2 separate regions of the Zea mays genome follow, and region 2 is linked to region 1. Evidence: chromatin contacts called from public Hi-C data. All regions are on one chromosome and are shown on one strand. The core of a region is the stretch at or near the end of the contact, and the rest is flanking DNA. Distances in the headings are between cores, read along the strand shown.

Region 1 (2,806 bases), core at 222-2,721:
GACAGGCACCCAAACTGCATCATGACAGCATGACAATCCGTTTTTAACACTTTATAATCTAAATAAATTGAAGGGAAGGACAACCATCTGCATTGAGTTATTGACAAATATACCTTTAGATATGGTGACAAAACGGTTGTTGAAGGTTTCACAAAGGCAGAGGGGTCACCCTTTGGTTTCTCAAATTTGGCAACCCATTCCTACTCAAAACGGAACAAAAGAATCGATCGTCACTTTCAGATCACCAGTGGAAACAACAAAGAATAACAAACTTGATGGATTCCAGGATATTGCTATTCCGGAAGCAACAACCTTATTTTGAAGCGATTCTTTCATTCTCCTCAGAGCTTCTGTCTCTCCGCCATGGAATGGTGGAATCTCCTCCTGCGAATGGCCATCCAGCAGTTCAGAGAGACCGATCCAGACATCCAGTAGTAACTGACATACTAGTTCTTTAGACCAATTGTGACTTCACCCTTACCTGGCTGATATCGCCGTACCCAAGCTCCTCCACCGTAGGCACCGGCAACAGCTCGTATTCCCCTGTGTCTCCTAGCGGTGGGAGCTCGGAGTATTCCTCCATGGCGGGAGCTGGCGGCTCCCCAGCAATGGAGACAAAGGATTGATATGTCAAAGGCGGCCGACCACCGTTCTGCACATTGGCAAAACCAGAATCAGTTAACCACATTTTTTGGTTGTGACCATTGAGTCGTCAATTAACAGGTACTGAATACTTGTATAATAAGCATTCGAGTTTCGAACACCTTCTTTATAATTTCTTCTGGGTCGAAGAGGGTGTGGCTGACGGGCGTGAGCACCTCGATGCCGGACGCCAATGCAAAATCCTAAAAGTACCAAATACTTCATCAGGAAACATCACCCAAAACAGATACCGGCGAGTGAAGAAAAGTGATCAGCAGCCTCACCGTGACCTTCTTATCGCGGGCCAGCGCGTACGGCTCGGTATCGGACTCGAAGCACAGCTTGCCAATGTTCCACTGAACTAAAATGAACTCAGGATTTCGTCATTGTGTAGCCAACGGTTGGAAGGGCAAAGAAAAAAGAAGAAGATACTAGTAGTAGGCTTTACGTCCAGGGCGCCAGAAATGGCCGGATGCTTACGTCCTTTAGGGCCGCGCAGACAGCGTCGGCGACGTCGTCGCGGGCGCGCAGGAGGAGGAGGCGGGACCCTAGGCGGCGGAGACGAGCGTCGAGGTCGCTGAGGCTCTCGAGGAGGAAGCGGATGCGGGCGACCCCGGCGCGCGCGGAACCTGGGGACGCCGCGACGGCATCCGGGCGAAGGTAGCGCGGATCGAGCACGAACACCGGGTACAGCCGCGCGGATGCAGCGCCGGCCCCGTGTCGGCGGGCCGCGTCCAGCGCCGGGTTGTCGTGCACGCGCAGGCCCTTCCGGAACCACATCATCGCCGCCGTGGCGGCGGTTGCGGCCTCCATCGCGGGCGGGGTTACAGAGTGCGGAAGATTGGGGGATTTTGCCAGCGGTGGAGTTGGGAGTATGGAGACTGGGAGAGATGGTGCGGGCCATTGATGGGGAATTGGACGGCGCAGGTTTGAACAAGGGAGCAGTAACCGTAGCGAGTGGCGCGGGAAGTGGCCACGTCAGTTACCTTTTGGCCGTTCTTGCCCGGATACACAGGATCCTATGCGGATTGTCAAATGCGGACGAGCAGCTGCGGAGGGGAGATGACGCAGATTCGCTGATTCGGTACGCGCGCTCGCCATATCATGATTTTGTCGCAGGTACTCTGCAGATCCGCGTGCCACCGTCCACCGATGGTTCGCTATTGCTGGAAATGTGAGATGAGTAGCTGTGTTAAAAGTTGTTTCCAACCTATTTTGTATTAAATATCTCTTTCTCTCCCCTACTCCCCTACCATCTGCCCCTTTCTCGTGGATCAGATGTGCTAAAGTTTAGTACTTTATTCAAATAACCCTCAAATGTTAAAGTTAAATAAAAGTTTAGTATATGCTAAATTTTAATATGTGCTAAACTTTAGCACTAGATAAATAAGTAGACCCATAGTAGGAGGGTGCTGAACAATTTTTTTGATTTTAAGACAATCCTAACATTTTAGACAGGCCATCAGTTATGGTTTTGGTTTTGTATTCGTCTTTATATTGTGTTGGGACTAGTTAGATGACCATATGTTGCTACGAATTCTTACATCTCTAAAGTAGACCTTGTTTAAATGAAATAGATATGTGCCGATCACATGTTTTCGATGCTATATGACATCAAAAACAAGACAACACAAGTTAAAAGATTGCAACATTCTCCCTTTAATTACCCCTTCTCCGAATGTTAATTTAAGGGAGAAGATATAAGATATGAATGAATACATAGCAATAAGCATAAGAAAGAAGTAGCAAGGAGTAAAACACGTTACTTGTCTCCATGCCTTAGAACTCATTGAAAGCTCTCTTGTAGGTTTTGATGGTTTGGATGACAACCTAATTAAAGGACTAATATGTGTGTTAAGTGTTGCACAGGTGCTTAATGCAAAGCTCACAGGGTTTAACACAAGTGAACAAGTGTGATGGTCCAAAGACTGGAATGTCTATGGATAATGGACGTCACAAGTAAGATGGACATTGCTTAAGTGAGAGTCGGTGTGCGTAACTCAGAGACAACTGATCAAGCTAAGAATGGACACAAGAAGAGCTTCGAGGTGCCGAGTGCATGGAGAGAAGGTCAAAGAGGCCGAGGAACCTAAAGCCATGGGTGTAAAAGAAGACTTGCAAAGTCAAGGTTGATCGAGTTGAGAAGAGATATGGTGCATCGAGG
Region 2 (2,806 bases), core at 93-2,592, 660 kb after region 1:
TTACAGACAGTTCGATTTGAGGACCTCCCTATACTCTAGCAGCAACGCCTCCCCGCTTGCCCCAACCTGGGTAAGGTAATCTCTCCCTAGCTTTCCTAATTACTTAGCCAAGGGCGTCCCATTTCACCCTTGTGGTAGCACTGTTTACTCAAGTTAAGCTCCATGTTCCAATTAACACAATGATCTTGTCATGAATAATAATTAAAACAACAGTATAACCGGAACATGATCATAATGTAATATTAATCCCAAAACCAGATAGAGCAATAGCAAAACTACCCAAAAGTTCAGTGGTAAACAAGGTCTGGGATAAACAATACTAGGGAAACCTATTAGGTCCCATCAAAGCAACCTGAGCATGTCACAGTGATTAATAGGAATATTATTAGGTAAAGAAAAGTGATCAAGGGCACAACATGCCTAAGACCCGAGATTCCCCGGTACCAACTTGGTCTTCAAGATTCTCGTGACCTCACCACTAGTCGTAGCAATACAAACACCCATGGTATAGGCAAAATTAACATTACACCAAACATAAGAACAAACTGCATAATAGTGATCTACGCCACGTAACGAGATCGCAGGTTCGAGAACCACTAAATTCGGAGTTACCGTTATAAAGATATAGTCTTCGGAAGATCTATGTGATTTAAATATGACAAACTAGATTATATGTTGATTGATATAAATCATGTGATAAGAATGCAAAGTACGATTTCCACTTTAATCTATGGTATAACATGTTTAGATTTTTTATCAAATTATAATTATGGATAGGTAAACTTCGATTAGAGGAGTTAATCTAGTAAACATAGGCCAGACAAGTATCTAATAATAAAAGTATGTGATATAGTGTCATATTGAATAGGTGATATTATTATGAATCTAACGCAATTCAAGCAGATCAAATCGGAATTAAAACGACCAGGTTATGGATTAAAGAAATTTTGAGATAGATTTTTATACTAGTAATTCGAATTTCAGATTTATTTCATATGAATTATTCTCCCTGGATGGCGGTCATAAATACCAAAGAGCCTAGGGTCAGTCACACAAAAGTTTAGAGCTAATCTATAACGTTCTTTTAATATAATTGGACGACGGGTTTATATTAACAAAACCGAGGGGCTCTTATGTCAAAGTGCACAACGAAAGGGTATTGGATGATTCTGACCGCCCGATCTGAAACCTGGGATCTAGATTAGATCACCCCCAGCCGAACCGGTGCGTGATCCAAATCGTCCGATCGACAATCGGCGACGCGGATTTAGAATACCCCACTTTGCCCAGAGTCATCGGATCGAGATCCGAGGGCGCAGATGCAACGGCCAAAGGGGTATGCATGGGGCCACACCAGAGCCACCCGTTAGGAGATCAGCGGCTGCCCGAGCTCCTGTTGGCTACCCAACGCAGAACACGGTGGTTGTGCGCCGCCGCATCTGATAATTTTGGCGAGTACACCAGTCAGGTGCCCTAATGCCCTACGCGCCTACCTAATTGTGTTTACACGACGAGAGGGCGATGGGAAATCGATGGAGATGGCCCATACTGCGGGAGGGGTGTGAAGGTTCGTGTTCCTGGTGAAGGGTGGCGCTGCAGTGGAGAACTCGTGTCGGCGTGAAATTCACCGCGCTCTGGTCAGCACTGCCACATTCGGCTTCACCCAATAGGTTCCCCGGCTCCCGTGGTCAACCCTCGGCACGCACCAGAGGCCAAACGCCGACGAATCGAAGTTTCCCCAGCGGAGGACCTCTCCCGCACACGGCAGCGGTGGTGGCTTGATTCCTTAGGACGAGAGCCAGGTGCCCACATATTTGTACCCGAGGCTAGGCCTGAGGACGAGGTCCGAGGCTGGAGTCTGGTATCCCAACCACATCGCGACGAGTCCCAACAGGTTCCCGGAATCGTGTGCGGGTCTGTTGCGGTAATCTGCTTCACGAACGTGATGATCGGGCGGCCCCCACTCGTCATTGGTCCAAGCAGGTGCCCGCGCTCAGCGATGGAGACCGAGGAGTGGGCCTCGGTGGTTATTGGTTGGGGCGTTGGTTTCTGGGCTGGGGTGGTGCGGCTATCTGGGCCGAGGTATGAGGAAACCGGCACAGGTGGTCTTTTCCTTTTCTTTTTTCATTCTCTTTTCTTTTTCTTCTTTTATCCTTTCTTTTTCAAATTCAAAACTTATATTCAAATTTAAATTCATGTTTGAACTTCAGCTTCAAATATCAAACACAAATCTAATAGGAATAATGTTTCTACTGCTTGTCATAATATTATTATCCATTATTCTTATTATTATTATTCAATTCTTTTAACTCTTTTGCTCCCATATTTTTAGGGTTCAAATTTGAATTTGAAGCTAGATTTGATTTTTAAATATAAGTTCGAGTTCTATGCACAAACAACGAAATCCCAGCATGATGCATAATTTTATATGTTTATTTGGTATTTATTTAAAAGAAATATGTCTCATTAATAAGTCACATAAACGAAATGGCTCCTTTATTATTTCTCAAATGGCTAGAGTCATGGATACTGTTGGGGGCCTTCTTCCGAAGGTCCTCAAAAATGTTACTAGCCATATGTTTTTAGTATGACATGGATTATTACAGGGGGCTTCGGCTTCGAGATGAAGGTCTTCTCTCATGACAGGGTGAAGATGTAGCCCGAAGGTGATATCAATGGACGATGAAGCTATAGCCAAAGAGCTTCGACTTGATGTGATAACGAAGACCAAGTATGATGATGACCGAAAAGGGACAAAGACTATTCAGTGCTTAATGATTCGTGTTATGATTATAGATGAATGTTA

The links. A called contact is a pair of places that touch in the nucleus more often than the background predicts.
Region 2: a contact with region 1 is called in a Hi-C map of tassel, with 2.5 times the contacts expected there. The contact joins the enhancer-like site here to the promoter of LOC100280217 in region 1. A contact is called at or near these places in 2 of 25 Hi-C or Micro-C datasets (ear and tassel).

What each region holds. Positions count from the first base shown.
Region 1 is chr5:112,890,538-112,893,343 of Zm-B73-REFERENCE-NAM-5.0, forward strand. It overlaps LOC100280217, which reads right to left and starts at 1,472. Exons shown (of 11, transcript NM_001153148.1): 1 at 1,123-1,472; 2 at 927-998; 3 at 765-845; 4 at 482-652; 5 at 313-384; 6 at 114-200; 7 at 1-14. The coding sequence starts at 1,455.
Region 2 is chr5:113,552,514-113,555,319 of Zm-B73-REFERENCE-NAM-5.0, forward strand. No RefSeq gene overlaps it. Among protein-coding and RNA genes, the nearest start is that of LOC100192934, 73 kb to the right of the region's middle. Within about 2 kb of position 1,343, at least 19 of the 20 cell types and tissues checked have an H3K27ac peak or open chromatin away from gene starts, as enhancers often do. A contact at or near this core is called in ear and tassel, where this site is marked.